2 separate regions of the Mus musculus genome follow, and region 2 is linked to region 1. The links are chromatin contacts, called in public HiChIP or PLAC-seq maps. All regions are on one chromosome and are shown on one strand. Each heading gives the region's core, a stretch centred on a gene start, on an enhancer-like site or on the middle of the called end of the contact. The rest is flanking DNA. Distances are from core to core; before and after follow the strand shown. Region 1 holds the start of Strip2 (striatin interacting protein 2). Region 2 has its middle 21 kb from the start of Nrf1.

Region 1 (6,887 bases), core at 1,560-4,059:
TCTAGGAACTTCAGTTGTGGCTTGCATATGAATTGGGGGCAATCTTGTATGTTCACTACATCTGGGCAATTAGTGTCAGAATTGAATTCATTTGTAGGACATTCAGTTGGCATCAGTAACTATTGTTGGAAAATGCTCAGTTTTCTCACCCATAAAATAGGACAATAGTAAGGTTTTCTTCACTGGGTCACTGTAAAGACTAAGAGTTAAGTACAAGAAATGCCCTTATCATGCATATCTATCTATCTATCTATCTATCTATCTATCTATCTATCTATCTATCTATCTATCTATATCTTGATTTGTGCCAATTGTAATTCTCTTCTAGCAAAATTTTCAGGAGTTCTAGGAAAAGAAAACTATTTTCCCTAAGGATTTTCTTTACTGGAAAACAAAGAGGGAAGGAAAAGCAGATTTGGGCACTGCAAAGATGACAGGGGACGTACTAACAGTCATACCCTTTGCCTTAGAAGGTGGAAGTAACACTAATTTTTCCAGCAAGGCTTTTGGAGGCAATGAGCCCAGACAGAGATGATTACTGCAGTTGTTCATTTCCAAGCATGAAGAATGCAGCTGCGGAAAGTCAGGAGGTGAAACTCCGGGGAGCCACACTGAGCTCACTGGCAAAAGCAACACACTACGAGAGCCTTTTTCCTGCAGGGGACTGAGACAGGTGGGGATTGTGCCATGCCTCTACTTCAGAAGGAAGACCCAGCCTATCACTCTGGGGTCATTTATTTGCATATTGTGTCTCCCCACCTTTCCTGGAATGCTTGCTCTAGAAGGGCAAAGACCCTTCTGCCTTATTCACTGATATATCATTAACATCTTGTAACTTCATTGCTAGCCCCTCAAAATATTTGATCAAGAACAATGTTTCACTTCCTCCGTTTTGAGCTGTCCTCCAACATGGCCTCACCACCACAATAGTCCTCTGAAACCATGAGCCAAGATTAAACTTTTCCTTCATCGAAAAACACACCAATGTCTCTCTTGAGGAAGGAGGTATAAGGCACTTTTAAAAGAAAATCCCTACAAAGAAACCCTGTCTGTACAAGATGGTGACTTTGGGGGCAGTTTCCCCTGCTCCATTTACCTTTTAGGAACTAGGAGACGGGGGTGAGAGCTTAATGGCAGTGTATATGCTAGTGTTGGTCTCTGTACAACAAATAACCAAATAGACAGATTGATCACTTTGGAAACTGTGAAATACTATTTAAATGAATCACCACAGACTAGGACTCCCTCTGCCCCTTAACGAGAATGATGACAGTTATAAGTACTGACCAATTAATTATATGAACTGTTTAAAAGGCTTTGTGTTCGATTATCTCAACCTTCTGAGTTATTCAGTGGTAACTGTTTTACAAAAGAAACTAGGTTAGTTAATTTGCCTAAAGCCACACAGATAATAAATGGAGGTACTGAAACAGACAGACAGACAATTGGCCAGACAGACACTGAAACTTGGTGGTTTTGGCCATTCACTGTCAGCCAAGTGTCTGATCTCAGGAGAGTTGGTTTTATCTCTTTTACCTTTTGTCTCTAGATGACCAGACCCCTTTTCTGCTGCTGGGGATCAATTTAGAGTCTTGTGTAAGCTACACAAGCACTCCATCACTGAGCCACATCCCCCCAACTCCGTGGCTTCTACGTAGTAAAATGAAAGGTTAGGCTCACTGTGGTAGCATATTTTGTAATCCTAACACCTGAAAAACAGAGGCAGGAGGATCAAAGCTCTCCTCAGTTACACAGTGAGTTCAAGCCCAGCCAGGGCAAGTTGTCAATAGACGTTGCCATGGGCTGTCTCAAATAATTAAATCCAGATGAAATCGAATCAAATAAAGGCTAAACCAGATGACCTTCACATCCCCTTCCACATACATTTCGTTCCCCCTGAGTCCCTGCTTGTATGCAGTTTTGCTCTTGGTTGATAGATGGAATATGGCTAGATAAAATGTAGGGGAATAATAATAATTCATTCCTTTCCATGTCCCAAGTTAGTTTTTTTTGGTTTTGGTTTTGTTTTTTTCCTAAGAAAAGGTGGAAGATATTTAAATAGCCATCCCATTAGCTGCATCCTGGGACTGCTACTCTCAAACGTCGCCCTGGTCCTATCCCAGCTTGAATCCTGTCTTTCAACCCTCCTAGAAAAGGGGCGAGCTGTTCGCGGAAGGCGCTCCCTAAGCCACCGCCATCACCCGAGGGCAGGAGATATAGCAAGGGGAAGGCTGGTGCTCCAGGCTGGTCTGGTCCAGTCCAGTGCCAGTTGCTGCAGTGTGAAGAGGGAGGGCGTGCTGCCCGCCAGCCCACCCTCCCCTCCCGCGGCAGAGCTCGGGCTCCCGCCCCTCCGTCCAGTCCCTGCACCTCTATGCGCTGGTTCCCCATCGGTACACCGGGATCCAAATTCCGGCTTCACCGGGCGGCAGCTGTCAAGTATCTGGAAAGTATCTGTTACGCTCTTCGCGCCGGTTAGGAAAACCGCAGGCCAAGGCAAGAAAGCGGGCGACCCGCAGCGGGAAGGGACCGGGCTGAGGGCCGCTCCACCTCAGCCGCCGCTTCCCGCTGGCGGATACCTCCGGGTTCCTCACCTCCGACTCCCGCCGCTGGTTGCGGAACGTTTCCCTGCCCTTGGGCACGGCCGGCTTCCCTTTGCCGCCGTTGCCGTTCCCGTTCCCATTGCCGTTCCCGTTGCCGTTGTCATTAGCAGGAGAGCCGGCGGGCCCCGGTGCCGCGGGGTCGTCCATGCTGGGAAGGTTCCCTTCAGCGGTTCGCCTCAGCGGCTCCCTACCGTAGCTCCAAGATCTCTGCCCAGGGCGACCCCGCCACAGCGCGCGCCCGGGACCAGGCCCCGCCCCCTGAACTCCGATTGGCTGTAACTACTCTCCGAGGCCCCGCCCCGAGATGCGATTGGCTAATCAGCCATCCAGAGGCGGGGGCTCTTTCAAGGAATATTTTCCCCATGGACCCCCGGCATTTTTACTGCTCAGTTGCTGGTAGCCTGGGACTAGTAGACTCCACGTCCAGCTCCACGATTCGAATTCTGAACCCTGAGCGCAAGGCGGCTTAGCTCCGTGCTGCATGCTCTTTTCAGTGCTGTTCCTGTCCCACATAGCAGCCTTTTCCTGAGAGCCCTAGTCCATCCCTGGTCCAAAGTGCCTACGTTTCGGCGGTACTAGACCCGGACCCCCTCATCCAGGCTGCTGCACGCCTGTGACATCCCGCTTTGTCGCAGAAAGGGCTTGGCCTTCAGGATAACCTGAGCCACCACACCATAAACTTACCCTCTCAGGAAGCTTTCGGAAGAGAACTCTTGGAGGAGAGAATGAGAGTTGCGGGGAGGGACCTAACTGAAATCCCTGAGGGCTGCTCCCTGTCATTTGTCCCTAGCTGTGTGGGCGCCTTCTTTTTGGTGCGAATAGATGGCAAGCTCCCACCCTCACCCGCTGCTCTTTCCTTCCCATTTCTAAAACAATCCTAATCTAAGTCTAAGATGTTGAGTTCGATCCCCGGGTCCTCACTTGGTGGAAGGAGAGAATGAACAGCCAAAAGTTGTCCTTTGACACCAGACCTCCACACATGCTCCTGGTGTCCTCCCCGATTCCCATATACAAACAAATAAATATTTAAATTGAAAAGAAAAAAAAATCCTACGCCCTAAGAGCTAAAAGTAACCAGAAGGTAACCGGGTAGTTGAAGGCTGTGGATTCGGCTCTCTCCCGAATACAATTTAAATATATTGGCAGGTCTGGCTTGACAATGGATGAAGGGAATGGGAGGGACCAAATCGCTATGGTAACCCATGACTTTAAGACAGTGAAAGGATCATTGAGTTGGGACTGTGCCAAGCGTTGTATGTGTTTTCTTGGTACCACACCTCTTCCGGACAGGTTATTTTTTACGAATCCAGTTTTTATTGATGAGGAAATTCTGAAGCACAGAGAACACCCAAGGATTACATTAAGTCTTGTCTCAGTGTGGTAAGTATGCTGCTCTATAGAAGAAACTTCCGTTCACTTGGTTTACTTCAGTCTTGGCGTTTCAATTGCTGTGATAAAAATCCATGACCAAAAGTAACTTGGGTAAGAGAGGGTTTGTTTCATCTGATAGCCTACAGCTCATTACCTAGGGAAGCAGGAACTGTGCTTTCTGGCTTGTCCCTCCTCGCTTTTTAATACAACTGCTTACAGTGAGCCAGGCCCTTCCACATCAACCATCAGCCAAGAAAATGCCCCATAAACTTGCGCACACACAGGTCAGACTGCTGGGGTGTTTTTCCTCAATGGAAATTCCCTCTTCCAAAATGACTCTTTCTGGTGTCAGGTTTGCACAAAACCAGCCAGCACAGCTACTGATCTTTAAGATGACTCCTACTTCTCTACATTTTTTTTTTTTTTTGATCCTCCTAACTGTATTAGGTATGTTGCTATCAAACCAACTTTGCTGGGATCCCAAATTCTAGTACTGTATTCTTCTCAACCAATGGAATTATTTCTCCTTTTCTTAGGAATAATTCCATTCTTTTTTAGACATGGTTTCACATTGTAGCTCAGAATAGCCTAGAACTATGTAGCCTAGCCATGGTAACCCTCCTTCATCCTCCTGAGTACTGGAACTACAGACATGAGACTTTGTACAGATCTTAACCCCATTTCTTTAAAAAAATATATTATTTATGCATATGAGTCTTTTGTCTGTGCAGCAAATGCTTCCTGGTGCCCATGGAGGCTAGAAGAGGGAAGATGTCCTGGGACTCGAGTTACAGATGGTTGGGAGCCACCATCTCAGCTCCTCTGCAAGAGCAATTTGTGGTTTTAATGACTGAGCCATTTCCCCAGGCCCTCAACTTTTTTCTTCTTTACCTTTCTGCTAGTTGGCAGGTGATAGGGGGAAGGAGGACATCAACCAAGACCATATTCTTTGGAGATTTCTGGGTACTTTTCATGGTCCCCAACATTTCACCAGTCTTCCAGTCCCACTCCTACGCCACTGTGGATGTAAGCTTCTTCGTAGGGTCAAGCTTCATTGTGATTTTTTTTCCCTAGAGCTGAGGACTGAACCCAGGGCCTTGAGCTTGCTAGGCAAGCGCTCTACCACTGAGCTTAATCCCCAACCCCCGTTGTGGTTTTTTGTTGTTGTTGTTGTTTATTTTTTGAGTCACAGTCTCATGTAGCTCAGGCTGGCTTAAACCATGGTTTAAGTGAAGATGACCTTGAACTCCTGATCTTCCTGTCTCCAAAGTTCTGGGGTTACAGGTGTGCACCACTAAGCCTGGTTCTTCATTGGTTTTGCATACCACATTTCTGTATGTTTAACACAGGGGGTCACAATCTATGGTGTATTAACATTTTGGACAGAAAAATTAAGGCAGAGTGTCCATATGTTTTAAGCTGTTCAGTAGAGCTTTTGGCTGTCCCCAACAGATGCCAGCAGCATTTTCCCTTTAGTTATGACAACCAAAAATGCCTTTAAACATTGCAATATATCCCCTGGAGAGCAAAAATCTCCTGTTGCAATATCTTGGCTTTGTAAATAAACTCATGTGAATTTATTTCCAAGAAAGTCTTTGGCTCAAGGCACAAACTACTTGATTTTGGAATTTTTCAGGGTATAATTTGTTAAAACTCTTAAAAATGTACAATCTACATTAAAATCCACAATCCATGCTTAGGTTATGCCTGCTTCAGTGCGACACCCTTGCCATAGCAAAGCCCATTGGGTTTCTTACTAAAGAGTTCTTTGTCTAGCTCTCTGTTCTTTGTGTACCTGTTGTCTTAAGCAGTCAATTGCCACTTAGGATTGACAGTCCCAGAAATGATTTTCCTGTGATCCCAGCTGGTCAGGAACATCCTCACAGGGTCTCCTTTTGAGGCTTTCTTCCTTTTCCTGTTTATCCCTAGGGCAAAGACTGATGTGTTTGGAGTGGCACTGAGGAGGTCTTCTCCCGTTGGCTTCTATCTAAAGGTAACTGAGCCTAGAGCTCCATCTGGCTTTGCTTTCAGAGATGGGAATTGAAAATGTGAAGATCTCTAAGAATCAGAATGTAATCTTTTTCTAGTGAATGGTAAAACAGCAAAGACTGGACCTCTATCTGCTCAAGATAAGCCCAGATAGATATTCAGAACTTGTCATGAAGTGGAAGATGTCTGGGGGAAAAACTGGATGAAGTCATAAGAAACTTCAATCAACTGAAAACTTTGAAACTGTAGGCCATTCAGCTTATTTACCAAAGAGTGACAATCATGAATATCCTTGGTCACAGAAACAACCAGAAGTATACCTGGGAGGTAATGTCAGGCTGGTTGATGCTGCCAGTATTTTGAAATCTGGACTACTGGAGCTAGTATATAGATGCATCAGTGGTTAAGAGCACTCGATGCTCTTCCAGAGAACCTGATTTCAGTTTCCAGCACCTACATCAGGTGGCTCACAACCATCTGTAGGTAATTCTGGCTTCCACAGGCACCTGCACTCAGATGCACATATCCATACACAGATACATAATTGAAAGCAACACCTTTAAACAATAATATTAATAATAATAAAAAAACTCCCACAACACTATGCTACCAAATTCCCTTGTCCCAGGTTTTTACTTCCAAACTCAGGCTTCTGATGGAATGTTGATGGTAAAAATAGGAATAATTAGAGACAAAACACACTCCTTTCCCTATTTAAGCATGCTAATTCACAAAGATAAAATACTCCATTAAATAGATGGTACCTGGCACTAAGACAGCCTAAAAATATGTTGCAGGAAGTCTTCAAGTACTGTGTTTCTAGACTAGTAGGCAGACAGGATAAAACAGAGCACATGAGGCACACGATACAGCAGAGGCTATATAGTGCCTGGACCTGGGGTTATGTAGTAATCAGTGTGCACCAGT
Region 2 (6,887 bases), core at 2,602-5,101, 110 kb before region 1:
TAGGCTGTCCTCGAACTCAGAAATCCTCTTGCCTCTGCCTCCTGAGTGCTGGGATTAAAGGCGTGCGCCACCATGCCCGGCTATCTTGTATTTCCGTAAAATTCTTTTTGTCACTGGAGAAACTGAAAAGTGGCACTGGAGAGTGTCACATAATTGGGATTTTTCTGATTGCATCTCTTTTAGGTCTACACACTTGATTTGATTTTTGTTCAAATATCTGGGTGGAGCACGATTACTCCTTTGGTGCTGTGTGCCTTCCTTAGTGGGAATATAACACCAAGCTATCTCTCTTTGATGTTCCTCGATAGCTTCATTACCACTTCATAGAGGGCTTGTGAGATGGCTCCACAGGTAAAGGTGTTTGCCACCAAACCTGAGGACAAGATCCTCAGAACCCACAAGCTAGAATCTGTGTCCCTGCAGGCTGTTCTTTGACTGTACACATGCACTATGGCCTAACTATGACCACGGGTACACAGTAAACTATATAAAAAGCCAAACACGGGCCTGTTGTTGCAAGCCTTTCATCCCAGCCCTGGCAGTATCTCTGTGAGGCCAGCCTGGTCTACAGTATCTCTGTGAGGCCAACCTGGTCTACAGAGCTAGTTCTGCTACACAAAGAAACCTTGTCTCAAAAAAAGAAAAGAAAAAAGAAAAAAAGAAAAACACCTAACTTAAACAAACAAACAAACAAAAACACAAAACAAAACAAAAGAATAAAGGGACACATAGCCCTTACTTTGCTTTGAAGGTACAGTGATCTCAATTCTTGGTCTCCCGGTTCAAGTAGGATAGACCTCACCCCTAACTAGTAGTTTTGTAGTTTTGAGACCGGGTGCCTAAGCAAAAATCCTGGCCAGAGTCACCCTTCACCTCCTGAATGAACTCACCATAGAGATGAGTTTCATTAATGGACGGCATGCATAGGCTTTTCCTAGAGAGCAGAAAGGAGTCCCGTCCACCTCTGTATCTCTGGCTTCTTCCTTTTTGGATTCAATCAATGGTGGATCAAAATACGCAGAAAAAATAAAATGTGCATCTGTACTGAACATATGTACTTTTCTGGCTCATTATTGTCCAAAATGCACAGTCTGACTACTCTCTACAGCATTTGCCTTGTATTAGGGATTGTACATGGTAATTTTCTGTCGTAATAAAATATTATAACCAAGGCAACTTACAGAAGGAAAGGTTTCTTTGGGCTTCTGGTTCTAGAGAGCCAACAGCTCATCCCTAGAGCTGGAGAGATGGCTTAGCAGGTCAGAGCACACAGAGGACCTGGATTTAGCTCCCAACACCTACTTGTTGACTCTCAACTCTCTGTAACTCCAGGTTCAGGCCCTTTGAGGCCTTATTCTTGCCTCCTAAGGCACTGCATGCACACAGTGCAGTTACACACATGCAGGCAAAACACAGAATAAAACTAATACATTTTTTTTAAAAGAAGAGACTCCATCAACATCACGGTGGGGGAAGCATGGCAGCAGGCAGGCCTGGTGACTGGATCTGAGAGCTGAGACCAGAGAGTTCACACCTCAAGCTACAACCTGGAGGCAGAGAAAGCATAGTGGGGGTCGCCAGAGGCTTTGACCGCTCAGAGCCCACCTCCACATTTCATTCAAACTACCACAATAAGTAATCTAGAGATGATTCGAAGTGTATGGGAGGATATGGCAGGTCTTAGAACCACTTTGAACCATTTTCTAAAAGGGATTTGAGAGCCTCTTGTAGAGTTTAGGATTCATGGGGGATCCTGGAACAAGGAAGGAAGAGTTGTACTGCTTTCATGTTATTGTTATCTGGGAAACAACTTAGTAGGCACCTACTGTGGGCCTAGCTATGGTAAAACAATTCCTAGCTCCGACTCTGGCTTTTACCTACAGCTATCGTCATTAAAGTACAGCCAAGAAAGTAATGGTCCCACAAGGAAGGTGCTAAATCTTACCGAGTTCTTTTGAGGATGTAGAACTGTGTGACTCTTTCTGGGAGACTAGAACAATTGTCTGTTCTGCCAGAGACTAGCTGAATAAAGCAATGAGATTACGGATTCACAAGGGTGTGGCTGACAGTTTACTTGGAGCAGGAAGGATGACTCAAAGGCAGCTGTACCTCCAAAATGCCCACCCCCTGCGTGAGTGACAGCTCACAACCTGTAGGTAGTCCCACAGTAGGCTCTTCTCCCAAGCAATTGTTACCGCTTATACAACTTTGGGTGTGGGTGGGTGTGTTGGGGGTGGATGTTTCAGTAGCTTTCTAAGACTTGTAAATTGTGTTTGCTTCCTGAGTCTTATAAATTTCCTTTCTCCCCGCTCCAGGAGGGACTGATTCACTCCAGAGGAAACCACTACTCAACAACAGACTGAAAATGTACAAAGCTGGAGTAGGCAACAGTATGCTTGTTAGCTCCATAGCAACCAGAGAACCCCTTGTCAGTTCACAAAGGTCTCTGCTACAAAAGAATAAACCAGGGGCTGGAGAGATGGCTCAGCTGTTAAGTGCACTGACTGCTCTTCCAGAGGTCCTGAGTTCAAATCCTAGCAACTGCATGGTGGCTCACAACCACCTGTAATGAGATCTGATGCTCTCTTCTGGTGTGTCTGAAGACAGCTACAGTGTACTTATGTATAATTAATAAATCTTAAAAAAACAAAAATATAAGAGTGAACCAGCATGTGAGGTTCACAAGGACGGGACACTGGGTCTGAAGTCATTTCTCCTCGCTGACATTCACAGCATCTTTTCCATTGAGCCGCTGAATGTACTGCCAGAAAAAGTCCCGTCCCCCCCCAATGATGATAAGGATGCAAAAATCGAAACCAAACCAAACCAAAAACCCTGCGCACATTACCCCTGGCAAGGGCAAGCTGCCTTAAATTGCTTAGATTTTGATGCTAGCTCACAGCAGTTTTCACCAAGCAGGTTAACAGAAGAGAGGATACAGTTTCCATCAGAGGAGCAAGTGGGAATCCAAGGGAATGGTATAGGACAGCTCTACTGGACATTTCCCAGCTCCATCCCAACCACCACGTGGACGTTCCTGGGATGGCTCTAATGTCAGATTCTGTATCATTCAGTTTATCTTGATCTTTCTCTTCTCTCTCCCCACGTCCCCATCCTTAGTTTCTTTCTTCCTTCCTTCCTTTCTCTCTCTCTCTCTCTCTCTCTCTCTCTCTCTCTCTCTCTCTCTCTTTCTTTCTTTTTCGAGACAGGGTTTCTCTGTATAGCCCTGGCTGTCCTGGAACTCACTTTGTAGACCAGGCTGGCCTCGAACTCAGAAATCCACCTGCCTCTGCCTCCCGAGTGCTGGGATTAAAGGCATGCACCACCCCCGGCCTTAGTTTCTTTCTTGACAGTCTCATATATTCTAGGCTATAAACTCATTACCAGGCAAGACTCCCGTGGCCCTCTGACCCCATCTCCTGCGTGATGGGATTATAGGGATGTGCCTGCCCTCAGCTCCTTAGTTATCATGAATTTTTACTTTAGAAAAAACAGTCAGAACCTGTGTGTAGCCGTGGGTGTCTGTAATCCCAGCACTTGGAAAACTGAGGAAAAAAAGATTGTTTGGAGGTCAAGGTCAGCCTGGGCTACAACCCTACTACACCCCGCCCCGTGTTCCAACCCTACAACAGCATAAAAGTAGGCATGGTGGCAATGCTTGAAATTCCAGAGGGGGAGGCAAAGTAATCAAAAGATCAAAGTCATTGTCAGTCAAGTAACTACTGAGAGGAAGGCGGGCCTGGGCTCGGGGAAAGTTGCTATGAAGCGGGTGGGGCTTAGAGGCGAGGAGGAAGGAGAAAGGATTCCTTCACTGCACTCAGATTCTAGCTCCACTCAGACAAACTTGTTTCCAGGCTGGAGTACTTCCTGTCCGGCTCCAGGCCCCACCCTATGGCCTCGGGCTCCATTTCCTCTTAAGTCACGCACCCGCTGGTTTTAGTTTTAGTGTTTTCCCCCTTTCAGAAATGTGTCTGATAGTTACAACTGTGTCCGTCCATCTGTTTCTTGGCAGAAAAACTTTGGGGGTCCCTTAGGCTTCTTCCCATTTACCCTATCTCTCAGTTCAAGCTGTTAGTGTTCCTGCTGTAATAAAATTCTGGGGTTGAGGTTGGGTGTGGTGATGTATGGCTTTAAACCCAGCACTCAGATCTCTGCGAGTTCAAGGCTAGTCTGGACTACACTGAGAGCTCCAGGACAGCCAGAGCTTTGTAGGGAGACCCTGTCTCAAAAAGCAAAGCAAAATAACACGTGTACACACGCACGCACACACACACACACACACACACACACACACAAAACCCTCAGGTGGAAAGACAGCTTAGCAGTTGTTCCTATAGAGGATCCGGGGTCAGTCAATTCCTAGCACACACATGGTGGCTCACTTCTACCTGTACTTCTAGTTCTAGGGGGATCTGACTCTCTCCACTGGCCACTAAGGGCAGCAGACATGTACGTGGTATATATATATATATATATATATATATATATATATATATATATATATATATATATATATGTAGAGAGAGAGAGAGAGAGAGAGAGAGAGAGAGAAAGAGAGAGAGTCAGACAGACAGACAGACAGTCATATCTAGAAAATAAAAGGGTCTGAAGAGATAGTTCAGCAGTTGAGAGCACTTGCTATTCTTGCAGAAGAACTGAATTCAGCTCCTAGCGACTACATTTAGCAGTTCTAAACTGCCCTTAACACCAGCTCCACGGGATTTCAACACCTTCTTCTGGCCTCTGAGGTCACCAGCACATCAATGGCATACATTCACACAGATGCAGGAAACAGACACATTTAAAAAAAAAAGAAAGAAAGAAAAAGAAAAAAAAAAAAGAAAAGCCAGGCGTGGTGGCGCACGCCTTTAATCCCAGCACTCGGGAGGCAGAGGCAGGCAGACTGAGTTTGAGGCCAGCCTGGTCTACAAAGTGAGTTCCAGGACAGCCAGGGCTATACAGAGAAACCCTGTCTCGAAAAACCAAAAGAATAAAATAAAAAAATAAAATAAAATAGGGGCTGGAGAGATGGCTCAGCGGTTAAGAGCACTGACTGCTTTTCCAGAGGTCCTGATTTCAATTCCCAGCAACCACATGGTGGCTCACAACCATCTGTAATGAGATCTGATACCCTCTTCTGGCGTGTTGGAAGACAGCTACAGTGTACTCATATGCATACAATAAATAAATCTTTTAAAAAATAATAAAGTAAAAATAAAATTCTTACCAGGTATAGTGGTGCATGCCACTGGAGAGGCAGAGGCAGAGGCAGAGGCAGAGGCAGAGGCAGAGGAGGGAGAGGCAGAGGCAGAGGCAGAGGCAGAGGCAGAGGCAGAGGCAGAGGAGGCAGGCAGAGGCAGAGGCAGAGGCAGAGGAGGCAGGCAGAGGCAGAGGCAGAGGCAGAGGCAGAGGCAGAGGAGGCAGGCAGAGGCAGAGGCAGAGGCAGAGGCAGAGGCAGAGGCAGAGGAGGCAAGCAGAGGCAGAGGCAGAGGCAGAGGCAGAGGCAGAGGAGGCAGGCAGAGGCAGAGGCAGAGGGCAGAGGCAGAGGCAGAGGCAGAGGCAGAGGGCAGAGGCAGAGGAGGCAGGCAGAGGCAGAGGCAGAGGCAGAGGAGGCAGGCAGAGGCAGAGGCAGAGGCAGAGGCAGAGGCAGAGGAGGCAGGCAGAGGCAGAGGCAGAGGCAGAGGCAGAGGCAGAGGCAGAGGAGGCAAGCAGAGGGCAGAGGCAGAGGCAGAGGCAGAGGCAGAGGAGGCAGGCAGAGGCAGAGGCAGAGGGCAGAGGCAGAGGCAGAGGAGGCAGGCAGAGGCAGAGGCAGAGGGCAGAGGCAGAGGCAGAGGGCAGAGGCAGAGGCAGAGGCAGAGGGCAGAGGGCAGAGGGCAGAGGCAGAGGCAGAGGGCAGAGGCAGAGGCAGAGGGCAGAGGCAGAGGGCAGAGGCAGAGGGCAGAGGCAGAGGGCAGAGGCAGAGGCAGAGGCAGAGGCAGAGGGCAGAGGCAGAGGCAGAGGCAGAGGGCAGAGGCAGAGGGCAGAGGCAGAGGCAGAGGCAGAGGCAGAGGGGCAGAGGGCAGAGGGCAGGAGGGCAGAGGGCAGAGGGCAGAGGGCAGAGGGCAGAGGGCAGAGGGCAGAGGGCAGAGGGCAGAGGGCAGAGGGCAGAGGGCAGAGGGCAGAGGGCAGAGGCAGAGGCAGAGGCAGAGGCAGAGGCAGAGGCAGAGGCAGAGGCAGAGGCAGAAAGGCAGGTGGATTACTGTGAGTTCAAGCAAGGCCAGCCTGGTGAACAGAGTGAGTTCCAGGAAAACAGAGAAACCCTGTTTTGAAAACCACACAATTTTTTTTATCTTTATGAGAATCAGGAATATTTATCATTAATTTAAAAAATGATTTATTTACACACACACATTCCCAGCTCGCACGTGTGAATGCAGATGTCCTTGAATCCGGAAAGGGTTGTAGGAGGCTGGAGCTACAGGAATTTATGAGCTGCCTGGTGTGAGTGCTGGGAACTGTACTTTACTCCTCTACAAGAGCAGTATGTATATGCTCTGCGCTCTCTCTCTCTCTCTCTCTCTGTGTGTGTGTGTGTGTGTGTAGACACACGGGCTAGATCTCCTGGAACTGGAGCTACAGGTAGTTGTGAGCCACTTAACTTAGGCACCAGGAACCAAACTCATGCCTTCTGGAAGAGCAGTAAGTGCTTTTAACTGCAGAGCCATCTTTCCAGCCCTGGGAATTTGGATATTTGTTTTGTTTGTTTTCCTATTTACACTAGACATTCTCTCTATTTGTGTGTGTGTGTATATGTCTGCACACACATGCATGTACATGCCACATTGCATGTGTAAAGATCAGAAGTCAGCCTTGGGGTCAGTTCTCACCTTGATTGAAACAGAGTTGAA

The links. HiChIP or PLAC-seq counts read pairs in DNA pulled down with a chosen protein or histone mark.
Region 2: an H3K4me3 HiChIP or PLAC-seq map of embryonic stem cells shows a contact between it and region 1, with 24 read pairs. The contact joins the enhancer-like site here to the promoter of Strip2 in region 1. A contact is called at or near these places in 6 of 39 promoter capture datasets (the 3T3-L1 cell line, the HPC-7 cell line, cranial neural crest and 3 more), 1 of 484 Hi-C or Micro-C datasets (olfactory sensory neurons), 3 of 115 datasets of contacts at active chromatin or transcription factors (embryonic stem cells and neural tube) and 3 of 9 other capture datasets (adipose tissue, liver and pancreatic islet).

Annotation. Positions count from the first base shown.
Region 1 is chr6:29,912,935-29,919,821 of GRCm38.p6, reverse strand. Strip2 (striatin interacting protein 2) reads right to left here and starts at 2,809. Exons shown (of 21, transcript NM_177204.3): 1 at 2,592-2,809. The coding sequence starts at 2,747.
Region 2 is chr6:30,023,860-30,030,746 of GRCm38.p6, reverse strand. No RefSeq gene overlaps it. Among named protein-coding and RNA genes, the nearest start is that of Nrf1, 21 kb to the left of the region's middle. Within about 2 kb of position 3,851, at least 59 of the 459 cell types and tissues checked have an H3K27ac peak or open chromatin away from gene starts, as enhancers often do. A contact at or near this core is called in adipose tissue and embryonic stem cells, where this site is marked.